4 separate regions of the Sus scrofa genome follow, and regions 1, 2 and 4 are each linked to region 3. Evidence: chromatin contacts called from public Hi-C and HiChIP or PLAC-seq data. All regions are on one chromosome and are shown on one strand. The core of a region is the stretch at or near the end of the contact, and the rest is flanking DNA. Distances in the headings are between cores, read along the strand shown.

Region 1 (2,904 bases), core at 94-2,593, 180 kb after region 3:
CCCATTGTCTGAAGGGGGCGGGGCGGCGCCCCCAGGGAGCAGCGGCCTTAGGGCCAGACTCTGGGCGACCAGGGCCGCGCCCTCGCCGACTGACTGTGGGGCTGTTCCAAGAGGGTGACACCCCACGAGAGCTCTCCATTCTCGCGGCGGGGGGCGCAGACAGCTTGGGTGGCGGCAGGTTGGTTGGAAGCAAAGGAAAGAGGCGGCGAGCCGACGGCAGGACTACCCCACTGCCTTTTCCCGGGGACTGCTCCACCCGCCGAGCTGCACCCGGGATGGGGGCCACCTCAAGGTGTTTTTGGCGGGAGTAGGGAAGGGGGGCGTCTGCGCAGGGCGAGCCCGGGAAGGGCGGAGTTACCCGGATAGGACCGTTAGCCCCGCCCATCCCTCCCCTTCCCACGCGCGCGGGCTCGGGTGTTGTGAGTTCGGGGAGATTCGAAAAGGCGCGGGGAGGAAGGGGGCGGGGCCAGGGGCTGGTGTGCAGGGTGTGCTTTGATTGGCCGGGGGCGGCTGGCCGCTTTTCCTCTCCTGGACCAGGGCCACGCCCATCCTGGGGTTGATGTTGAGTCTAATGCTCCGCCGGGGTTAGATCGTTTCGCTGCTTCGGATTTTAAATTCCAGCTGCTGAGAACCTGTATTCCTACGTTTTTGGTACTAGCTTGGGGTTTACAAGATTCATGACCTAAAAAAAAATGAAGGGATGTAGAATTTTTCATGAGAAAATTCTACACAAACCATCAAATATTGTAATCTAAAACCTTGAGGTTCATAAAATTAGTGTTACCCGCTGTAGGACGAGGAGCTTAAACCGCAGGAACAATAGGCGTTCGACATTATTGGTTAATATTAGCTTGGGCGTTTTGTTTTACACCATGGCAGACACAGACAAAGCAGGGGTGGGTGTTCCATTTGCACAATGAGTTGTAGGCAGTGTTAAGATGGCTCCGGTCTCACTGTTGAGTTGAATCTGGAATATCTTCTCGCCAGGGAGGAAAGTTTAGAGTTTATTAGGGGAAGAAAAATCTTGTGATTTAAACCTTGTCTAGTTTTAAGAATCGAAGTGTGTTTTGTACAGGCAAGCTCAGTTAACTTGATCTTCTGCAACCAGCATTCTATTCAATTCAGGTTTCCCAGTGTTTGAGTATTTTATAGATAAAATTTTCTGGCTAATGATGTCTTATTTAATTTCACAGTAGTAATTTTTCTGGCCTTAATTTGTATGGATATGATTTGAAGTCCCTTTGAATTCATGACATAGAAATGCAAAAAATTTGATTGCGTGCTTTTGAAAATCATTTTCAGGGTTTTCCTTGCCAGTGGATTGTGTAGAATACACTGCCAGTCTCTTGTCTTCTATTCACCATGGCTTCTTCTGGTAGGTAATCTATTTGAAAAAGCTGAATTTGCCACGGGCTTCTAATTTGAGAATAGGAGATGGCTCAGGTCTTATGCCTTTAATTTGGCACTAGTGTTGTGGTCTTACTAAGAAATCTGTTTTATAAAGAAGAAAAAATTATTGTCACTTGAATGTACTGACAGCTCATAATTAATTGTTTCATTATTAGATGATTTGACTTGGCCTAAAGCATAATGTGGAGTTCTGCACAACTTTTTTTTGTTTGAGAAAATGATTGTCAAATACTGATGTCTCAGAATGGTGTTTATTAGCCCAAAAATGTTGAGCTTTGTTTTTCTGGGAGGTGTTTAGATAATTTCTTCCAATAAACACAGCTGCTTCATCAGCCCTAATTCTGTTCAGTAAATTGATTTGGTTTTTAGAAAATAGAACAGCCTATTAGAACAGGAAAACTATTTTTCTGAGTGTGTTATAAATATGATATAAAAATCATAAAATCCAGATATCCAGGTGAAGGAGCTGGAGAAGCGTGCCTCAGGCCAGGCTTTTGAGCTGATTCTCAGCCCTCGATCAAAAGAATCCGTCCCAGAATTCCCCCTTTCCCCTCCAAAGAAGAAGGATCTTTCCCTGGAGGAAATTCAGAAGAAATTAGAAGCTGCAGAAGAAAGACGCAAGGTAAACATCAGTTCACAGAAAGCAGGGTATTTTTTTAATGTAATGTGGCAAATCTGTTTTATTTCCATAACAAGAGGAAAACAGAATTGTGGCTAGATATGCCAGTGGGAGGAATAAATACCAGTTATCATTTACTGGGCTCCTGTTACACGTACCCTCTCCTGTACTCTCATTGTCCTCCTTTTCTGCAGTGACGCTGGAGAGTAGGTGTGCTCTGAAAGACCAGATTAGAAAATGGTCTTGGGAATGTAAGTCATTTTCCCAAGTCATATAGCTAGTGAGTGTCGGAGCCAGAATTCACACCCAGGTCTGTCTGAAACCAAAGTTCATGCTTCTCATGCTTTCTCTTTGAAAAATAGATTTGTTGGTGGAAGATTCTTTTTTTCTTTTTGTCTCTATGTTTTGGGGTTTTGATATGTTTTTTGGGTTCGTGTGTGTGTGTGGTTTTTTATTTTGTTTTGTCTTTTGAGACCTGGACAATAAAAACATTTTAAATTGCTAGTAATGTGATTGTGTTGCTCAGCTGGCTCACTGATATCGTGACAGCTCTTTTCCTTTTTTTTTTTTTTTTAGGGCCGAACTCGTGGCATATGGAATTTCCCACGCTAGGGGTTGAATTGGAGCTACAGCTGCCAGCCTACGCCACAGCCACAGCAATGTGGGATCTGAGCCGTGTCTGCGACCTATACCACAGCTCACAGCCGGATCCTTAACTCCCTGAGCGAGGCCAGGCATTGAACCCGCATCCTCATGGATGCTAGTCGGGTTCGTTACCCGCTAAGCACAATGGGAACTGCTAGCTCTTCTCTTTTCTAAGCACCTCTGTTATAAAGTAGCCATCTAAACACTGATCGGAAAAGTCAGCAAACGTT
Region 2 (2,813 bases), core at 19-2,518, 180 kb before region 3:
CCTTACCCACTGAGCGAGGCCAGGGATCGAACCCATGTCTTCATGGTTTCTAGTCAGATTCGTTTCCGCTGAGCCACAACAGGAACTTCTCATGTTTGTTTAGAGACACAGTGTCCCCCACCCCAGTACTACAGTCCTCAGTTCCCTTGTCCCTATGACCACGACTTCTTTCACAAGGTCCTGTTGGGACCGTTGGCTGCTTCCTGCCTTGGCATGGGCAGGGTCAGAGGCGGTCCCTGGTCCGCCTCCCATGGAACCTTCCTTTCATGTCTATCAGGCCACCAGCTCCTCCAGCAGGTAGGAGAGAGGGGAGTCTGTGGCCCCAGCCCTTGACCTTAGCCCAACCAGGGGCTTAGCCGCTCTGAGCCTCAGCTTCCTCATCTTGTCAATGGGGAGAAGAGCCCACTCCAGTCACGAGGGTCACATGAGACAGTGCCAGTGGGTGGGTGAGGGGGGTGACTTCTTCCCCTGAGGAAATGGCCAGATGGTGATCAGGCTGTTCTCAATGCTTGATCAAGCTGCACCTAAAGCTGCCCTGGATGGAGACTGAGCTGTTTTTGGTGGTGATCAAGCTGTTCTTGATGCTTGATCAAGCTGTTCTTGATCGAGAACTTGATGGCTCCCATCTCCTATACTGACTAGCATGTGAGATGCTGCCAAAGCTGCCTCCTAGAATAGCAGTTGGTCTCAAGAGTCTAGCTGTTTCTGGAGCAGGAGATTTCTATCTTCTTAGCGTTGCTGAACACCTGGGCTCCTCTCCTGGGGGGTTCCCTGCCACCTCCAAACTGGATCAGACTCCCTGTGAACATTTTCTGGTCCCCTCCCAACAGGACCGTTTCCCCAGCTTCCCTGTGGGTTGATGCCATCCTTACTCAGGGCCGTCTTCCCAAGCCTCTCAGTTGACTATTACTCCACAACACGCTTGGGTGCCTCATTGTGCCTTGTAAGTGCTCCCCAGCCTCGGGTACAGGAGGCAGTCGGCTCAGGGGCAGCCCTCAAACAGTCTGACCTCAACCAGAAGGGCTGGAAGGTTGGGAGCCAGGCCCCCTGCTGGAGCCTCTGCTCCCATGGGAGAAGGCTGGGTGCCGGGAACCTGCATGGCCTCAGGTCTGGGGACTCCTGGGCAGTGGTGCCAAGGACTCCGAGGAGCTGCTCTTACCTGAATCATAACCAGGAGGCTGATGGTGAATAGGAGGAAGAGGAAGCCTTTCATCTTTGGAGGCTTGCGGTGGCTCTCTTGGTAGCAGCTTTTGGCGATGAACGCAGGGCTGTGTGCAGGCCCCTCTTGGCTTGGCTGCTTATGAGTGAGGAGGAGGCCGGGAGGCGGGGTGGAGAGGAAGGAGGGCCTTCGGGGTGTGGGTGGGGGTGCTGCTGCTTTACAGACCTTGAGGTTGAGGATACCGGGAGCTGGGTTCTACAGCCCTGGCAGAGGATGGGTTCTGGAAAGGCACTGAGGCAGATCCTGGGGATGAGATTTGGGCAAATTGGGGGGGGGGGGCAGTAAAGAGGGCCCTGGGCTTGGAGTCATGCACGGTGGGGACTGACTCTTGGTTTAATCCCCTGAACTCTGAGACCCTGGGCCAGAAACTGTACCTCTCTGAGCCTTTAACAAAGGAGCTGCCAGAGAATTAAATATAGTATAATTAAAAGGAGATGGAGAGATAGTGAAAAAGCTAGTAATAATTAAAAAGGTTGTAGAGATGAAGTGGGGAGTTCCCGTCGTGGCGCAGTGGTTAACGAATCCGACTAGGAACCATGAGGTTTCGGGTTCCATCCCTGGCCTTGCTCGGTGGGTTAACGATCCAGCGTTACCGTGAGCTGTGGTGTAGGTTGCAGACGCGGTTCGGATCCGCGTTGCTGTGGTTCTGGTGTAGGCCGGTGGCTACAGCTCCGATTCAACCCCTAGCCTGGGAACCTCCATATGCCGCGGGAGCGGCCCAAGAAATAGCAACAACAACAACAACAACAACAAAAAAGACAAAAGACAGAATGAAGGCTTGGGGAACATTAACATTTGCCGGGTGGGGGTGGATTTCTTGTGAAAATCTAGAAGCACTGCATTAGGAAGCCCTCGCCTCTGGGTCAGCCCATTCCCTCCAGGCCTCATGGGTCTCAGGTCAATGAGAAGACTGAAGTGGATTATTTCCAGAGTTTATTAAGACTTGGCATCTGTGATTTGGATCAAGCAAATAGCAGATACGTGGTGTGTTTCCATCTTGGATGGGTGGGAGGAGTGCTAGTGGTGGAAGCAGAAGGTGACTACACTGCCTGGAAGGGATTTGGGGTGGGGGTGGCTGTGAAGTCCCAGCTGCCCAGGCCTGGGGGATGAGGTGAATCACAAAGCCCCATTCTTTACACATCTTCTCACTGTATTTTCTTGGTGGGGCTCTGCAGTGGATTTTATAAGCATCCCCATTGTCCTGATGAGGAAACTGAAGCTTGGACATTAAGTGACTTGTCCAAGGTAATAAAAGTCAGACATGAACTTGAATCCAGGTCTGCCTGAAGCTGCACCCAGGTGTGTAATGTCCAGGGTGCCCTAGAAGTCATTGATTGTCTTGGTTCCCTGTCCCCCTCACTCCCAGAAGAGCCAGGGCTTGGCTTTGCAGCCCAGCTCCCGCCTCACCCACTCTCCCTTCCCTCTTTTATTCTGCGTCTCATTTGCATGCCAGGTAGTGAAAGAAATCCCACTCTCACTTCCCTCCTGTGGTTTTGGGCTTTGTGTTGCAAGCCTCAGAAAAACCTGAGTGGGCCCTAGAGGGGCCACTGGCCAAAAAGAAACAAAGAAAAAAGAACTGAGAATCAAGGCTGGT
Region 3 (2,700 bases), core at 176-2,675:
ATCCTCCAGGGGCCCTTCACCCCGAAGAGCCGGTCCTGCAGTTGTCCCTACTTCTCGGGGCCGGCGGCTGAGGCCCGGGACCACGGGAATTAGAGGAGGCCGCAGCTGGGGCCGGTGGCCTGAGGGGTGCGGGCCGGAGGCCTGAGGTGCGAGGGGCCTTCCCCAGGATGACTGTGCTGACAGCCCTGTGACAGGACTCCTGGGGCCGGAGGCACGTGCAGGGCCTTCGGCTCTGCTTCAAGGCCTCTCTGCCAGGCCGAGGGGCCAGATTTACCTCAGGGTAGCCGCCGCCGCTTCTCCCTCTCACGGGCTCTGCAGGCCGCCATTATCGGGCAGCTCGCGCCTCCGCCGCCGCGGCCTCCAGTCAGAGGCCGGCGCGCGCCCCCGTGGTGCGCGCGGACACACCCCCTTACGCCGCGCGGCCCCGCCCCCCTCCGGCTTTCCGTAGCGCGAGCGGGGACGCCGAGCTCCAGTCCTATTGGGCGCGCGCCCGGCGCTCCGCTGGCTTCCTCCCGGCTCCCCTGGCTTTCAGGACACGGGAGTCGCGGAAGGGGTGCGCGCTCCGGAACGCACCACTCGTGCCCCTCCCCGCAGGGGTGGTCGGGCCCGGGAGTCGGAGGCCGCTCCATGCACGGGACTCGGTCGCCTTCCAGCTGCGGCAGGCTCGCACGGCCTGCGGTCCTGGGTGGTCCGCAGCAGCAGGTCCGGGCCTAGGGGTGCGTGCTGTCGGCGCCCTCCCCTCCCCCGCCCCGCCTCCATTCACGACCTACCGAGCTGCGGGCAGGTGTGCGGGGTCGCTGGGGTGGAACGCCTGGTGCATCTTCCTCGGCGCGGGCCTGAGATGCCTGCAGGATGCGGGCCTCTTCCGCGGGCTCGCGGGGAGGCACGGCCCGAGCTGGGAGGCCTGGCGTCCACCCCGCCGAGCGGGAGGCTGCACCTTTTGTCAGAGTCACTGAGCCATTTTTGCGGGCGGTGGAGTTGCCGAGGCAGCGGCGGCGCGGGGCTGGGTGCGATCATCTGGGAAGATGCAGTCCCCTGCCCCGCCGGCGCGGTGGTATCTCCCTTAAAGAAGCCGAAGCCGCATTGTTCCGGTGCCCGGCCGCCGCGAGTCACGGGCGCCCTGCCCCCAGTGGGGAGGAAGGGACCGTGGCGCCCGCACTTGGCCGTTGCCGCGCGCGCACGCCTACCCGGTGGCGGCACCCGCGGGCTCTTCGTGGAGGGTCGGCCTCCCCCACCCCCGCCCTGCGCATCTAGAGGGGGAGGCCCGGGTTGGCGGGAGCCGGGATTGACAGCGAAGACAGCCGTTCTTGGGGCCCGACGGTCAGCTTGAGTCATTGGGGTACCCGACAGCTGTCAGCCAAATCCAGGGAAGCGTTCACCTCATAGCCAGTCCGGGACTGTCACTTGCTCAGAGACCCGGACCAATCGGTCGTTCGATATTTTATCTGCCAGAAACCTTCATTCCTTCTAAACTGATTTATTCTGCACCAACTATTTGTCAATAAAGTGGCTAGTCCTCCTCCCAGTGCTGTACAAGGCACGATGTGCAAAGAATCCCTGCTCCTGCCCTCAAGAATCAACCAATTACCCATTTTATTTTCTGTCCTCCACTTATGCAGCTTCTCTGCAAAGTCTGGGGCTGGGTTAAGTCTTTAAATGTTGTCTCCTAATCCCAACCAAACCCCACAAGGACAGGCTTTATGACGAATCTTGCTTTTAGAGGTGAAAAACAAAAGCAAAAACGGATCTTTGTCTTATTTGGCGAAAGTTGTTTGTTTTGAGGGGGGAGCACCTGCCTTGAATACCCACTCAGCTGGTGTGACCCCTTTACCCCCGCCCCCAAAACCCCCTGCTCTGTAATCCCTTCAGGCTTTTGCCCTGAGTGCGAAGTGAGGTTAGCTGTCTCCTGGGAATACTGATGTAATCTAAGGCTTGCTTTCTACCCTTGAAAGTAGAGGAAAGGACTTCCCATTGTGGCTCAGCGGTTCAGAACGCAACTAGTATCCATGCAGATGTGGGTTTGATCCCTGGCCTCGCTTATTGGATTAAAGATCCACGATGCCCGTGAGCTGCAGCATAGGTCGAAGATGCAGCTTGGATCCCGGGTCACTGTGGCTGTGGTGTATGTAGGCTCACAGCTGCAGCTCCGATTTGACCCCTAGCCTGGGAACTTCCATATGCCTCAGGTGCAGCCCTAAAAAGCAAAAAACAAAAAAACTACAGGGAAAATAGAGGGCTCTGTGTAGATAGCCAGCTGGACACCTGTGGGGTAACTGATCAGAATCAGGGGAGGGGTGTCTCTTGGTCAAAGGAGCCTTGTCCTTTTGTTTGTCTCAGTTTGTCTCAGTCATTAAATACAGGAATTCCTCCTCTCAAGCTGGCTGCAGAATTTGGAATCCACTCCCCAAACCCCAAAGTTAAGAAACTGACTCTAAAGTCTGTGAGGTAGATGTTTAAATAATTTGGCATGTCCTCTTTAGGAAAAAGATTACAAAATGAACCCATTGCTAGGGATTTGGAAAGGGTCTTTGTAAGTGAGGGACTCTGAAACTTAAGCTTCAGAATAAATCTGCTCTGAAAATTACATTATATGAGTATGTTTGCCAATAGGCTTTCTACTAGACTGAGAGTTCCTGGGGACAGAAACTTTGTCTATGATTCATTTCTCCAGGCTCCTCTATCTGCCAAAATTATGGTGCC
Region 4 (2,911 bases), core at 205-2,704, 140 kb before region 3:
GCCAGCACTTGGGCTGTTAATTTCCGAGACTAGTGGGTAAGGAATGTTGCCTTCGAATGGAGGAGGGGGCTACAGTTAGGAGAGGGGAGAAAGGTCATGGGTTAGGGGGAGGGGCTCCAAGGTCAGAAGGTTAAGAATACCAGGCGGTTGGTCACAAGGTCCTTCGTGGCTGGGTGATTGCTAAGGGGAATGTGGTGACGGAGTCCGGGCGCTGGCTTGGTTCAGGACAGTTTCAGGAACTCCTGCAGTGTGTTTTGTTCCACAGCCTCCACGAAGAGCTCATAGTCCTGGGGGAGGGGAGGAGAGGAGGTCACCTGTGTCCTAGTATTTTGTCTCAGGTCTGACTCTGGCTGGCAGTCCTCTTACAACATTCCCTTCACCCCCAACCCCTGGGCCCGTACCCCACAGTACTGGTCCCCGTTGACAATCTGGGGTGGGGTGGCCTTGGGGTTGCCCGCCAAGGCTCGCATCTCATCCCGCAGGGCGTTGTCCTGGGAGATGTCCACTAGTTGGTACTGGATGCGCTTCCCATCCAGGATGCGGGTCACCTCGCTCTGCTGGGACTTGATCTGGGGGCAGAGGGCGGGCAAAGGTTAGTGAACAATCTGGAGGTTTTGGGACAGTGGCCAGGAGCTTTTGTTTTCTTGTCCCCCTCCATACCCTAGGGGAGGGCTCTGGCCATTAGGAGTTGGGAGGATGAGTCAGGCTTGTGGTGGTGTGGGATGAGAGAGGGACCACCAACCGTGGGGAGGAGAGTCAGAATGAAGCTAAGTGGGATAAATTCAGGGTGGGGAAGCCAGGAGCTCAGCAAGAAGAAAGCAAGGCATGCCTGAGTGGAGGCTGGTAAGGGGCCACCCCGGCCCCAGGTACACACATAGTGGAGAGGGAGGGCAAGATGAGGACATGGTCAAGGATCAGCCTGGTAGTGGGGGTGCAGAGGACCCAGGAGGCCGGAAGGAGGTGTTCAGTGTTCAGGAAGGGGCCGCGAAGCCTGCCCCCGCAACCCGACTTAGGAGGCCTTGCCCAGCACCTCGCCTCCCCCGCCCTGGGGGCGGGTCCCAGGCGCTGGTCCCGAGCACCAGGACCGCCGCCCGCGCTCTCCCCCAGCGCCGGGCCCACGGCGCGCACTTACTTCGCGGGAGCCGGTGACCGACGTGCTGTAGACGCGCAGGCCGCTCATGCTGCGGGTGGACCGACAGGCCGAGAGACAGGCAGACGGGTAGCGGTAGCAGCAGCTGCACGGCCTGGAGACGAGGCCGCCGCGCTCGGGAGCGGTTTCCTTCCTGCTCAGCCCGCGAGTCACCGCTCTCAGGACCAATGGGCGGCGCAGACAAGCGCGCGGCTGGGGCGGGGCCTGCGCGACCCCGCCCCGCGCACCAGCGGGCCCCTTCCCCTCCCCTTCGGGGTCCCAGAGCGCGGAGGACCCCAGCCCCACGCAGGGCCGTCCCCTCCACTCCTCCCGGTTCTAGGGCTCACAGTGTGAGGCTGCGGATCAACCTGACAGTAGGGTGGGGCAGGGGCAAGGGTTTGGCAAAGGCCTCCTCCTCCGCCTCGCCCGCATTTGCTGCACCCAAGTAGCCACCCCGTGCCACGACAGCGCTGCTCAGGTCCGGGCTTTGAAGTCTCAGCTGTTTTCAAACCTAAAACTCTCCAGCTAGAGGCCTCACCCCAAGGGACCACCGCCCCATTCCCCCAGGGGCCACCCACACAGAGCTAACCCAGCAGGCACACCACAGCAGGGACAGCCCTTGCTTAGACATTTTCCCCAAAGTTCCTCTCTGCTCAGATAGGCAGGTTTAGACGGGTGTAGCAGCAGATGGGGCCACACCCTCAAGGAGCCAGACGGAGATCAAGGTAAGAAAGAGGCTTCTACTTCTGGACTGGGTGGAGGCAGAGGTTGGTGTCAGGACTCCTAAGTCTGGGACCTTGTTAAAGACCCACAGTTGGTCTTGGGGTGGCCCCAGCTTCACCCCAACTCCTTGCTGTAGGTGGTACTTCAAAACTCCAACTCCCAGCAAAATGCAGGGAGTTCAGAAGGAGCAACCAGCCCCACTGGGGTGACTCAGCCATCTGTCTGGGGTTGGACATGACTCCACTCTGAAGTCCTCCCAGGTCCAGGGCTCTGAGAATAACCCAGGAAGACAACCCTAGCTCCTTGAGGCAAACACAGTGCCACTTCCTCAGAGCGACCCACAGGCAGCAGACTTCCTCCTCAGAGGATTACTGAAACTCAATGACAAACTTGCTTCAACTCAGGGCAGCTTCACCCAATCAGAAGTGCCATGGGGAAAGATCTCATCTGTCCCCACAGAATGAAAGAGGAGCAGAAGCAGTAGAGATACAGACACGAGAGGCTTGATCTGCCAAAGTTGCCTCCTTGCTGCTGTTTGGAGAACTTGGCTAAAACCCCATGCTTTGGCTCCAACAAGCCAAAGTAAGGGGTGGAGTACGAGATGATGGTAATAGAAGGCGATGGAAAACTGAGGACTTTGTTAAATTTTTATTTTGTAATCAAAATAGGCAATACAAACCAGTTGACATAACAAGGGTTCATATAAATAACTGCTTATAAATTCTGAGGAAAAATACCCGTGAGCATGGTGGCTGGGCTCCCAATACAGGGTGGAGGCCAATCAGGCAGCTCTGCTTTTAGGAGGCAGAAGTCCAGAGACGGCTGGGTGGGGCTGCTCTAAATGGAAGGGATAAGTCACTCCATAAATAAAACACAAACTTGTAAAAACATTTAAGAAGGGTCTCATTCAGGCCCAGGAGTGAGGTCCAGGACGCTGCCCCGCCAGCCCAAAGCCCAGCAAGAATCCACTGGCTAGATCTGAACTCCTGAACAACTCAGTGCCACCCCACCCACCTATGGCTCTGGCTTGGCCTGGTTCCAGATCTAAAGGAGGCCTGG

Evidence for each region. Hi-C and Micro-C count contacts between places; a contact is called where the count stands out from the background. HiChIP or PLAC-seq counts read pairs in DNA pulled down with a chosen protein or histone mark.
Region 1: a contact with region 3 is called in an H3K27ac HiChIP or PLAC-seq map of skeletal muscle, with 2.0 times the contacts expected there. The contact joins the promoter of STMN1 here to the promoter of PDIK1L in region 3. A contact is called at or near these places in 3 of 5 promoter capture datasets (fetal liver, fetal skeletal muscle and liver), 6 of 47 Hi-C or Micro-C datasets (embryonic fibroblasts, fetal liver, heart right ventricle and 2 more) and 1 of 2 datasets of contacts at active chromatin or transcription factors (skeletal muscle).
Region 2: a contact with region 3 is called in a Hi-C map of skeletal muscle, with 2.8 times the contacts expected there. The contact joins the promoter of CD52 here to the promoter of PDIK1L in region 3. A contact is called at or near these places in 2 of 5 promoter capture datasets (fetal liver and liver), 16 of 47 Hi-C or Micro-C datasets (alveolar macrophages, embryonic fibroblasts, epiblast stem cells and 10 more) and 2 of 2 datasets of contacts at active chromatin or transcription factors (alveolar macrophages and skeletal muscle).
Region 4: an H3K27ac HiChIP or PLAC-seq map of alveolar macrophages shows a contact between it and region 3. The contact joins the promoter of SH3BGRL3 here to the promoter of PDIK1L in region 3. A contact is called at or near these places in 1 of 5 promoter capture datasets (fetal skeletal muscle), 1 of 47 Hi-C or Micro-C datasets (skeletal muscle) and 1 of 2 datasets of contacts at active chromatin or transcription factors (alveolar macrophages).

What each region holds. Positions count from the first base shown.
Region 1 is chr6:83,358,774-83,361,677 of Sscrofa11.1, reverse strand. STMN1 (stathmin 1) reads left to right here and starts at 1,343. Exons shown (of 4, transcript NM_001009582.1): 1 at 1,343-1,375; 2 at 1,860-2,032. The coding sequence starts at 1,363.
Region 2 is chr6:83,722,217-83,725,029 of Sscrofa11.1, reverse strand. CD52 (CD52 molecule) reads right to left here and starts at 1,268. Exons shown (of 2, transcript NM_001257355.1): 1 at 1,160-1,268. The coding sequence starts at 1,213.
Region 3 is chr6:83,541,461-83,544,160 of Sscrofa11.1, reverse strand. It overlaps PDIK1L (serine/threonine-protein kinase PDIK1L), which reads right to left and starts at 1,425. Exons shown (of 4, transcript XR_001309276.2): 1 at 771-1,425.
Region 4 is chr6:83,686,016-83,688,926 of Sscrofa11.1, reverse strand. SH3BGRL3 (SH3 domain-binding glutamic acid-rich-like protein 3) reads right to left here and starts at 1,454. Exons shown (of 3, transcript XM_021095627.1): 1 at 1,133-1,454; 2 at 402-569; 3 at 1-287. The coding sequence starts at 1,180. The coding sequence ends at 222. CEP85 (centrosomal protein of 85 kDa) reads right to left here. Exons shown (of 15, transcript XM_021095615.1): 14 at 1,133-2,911; 15 at 1-287. It overlaps UBXN11 (UBX domain-containing protein 11), which reads left to right. Exons shown (of 13, transcript XR_002344945.1): 13 at 1-218.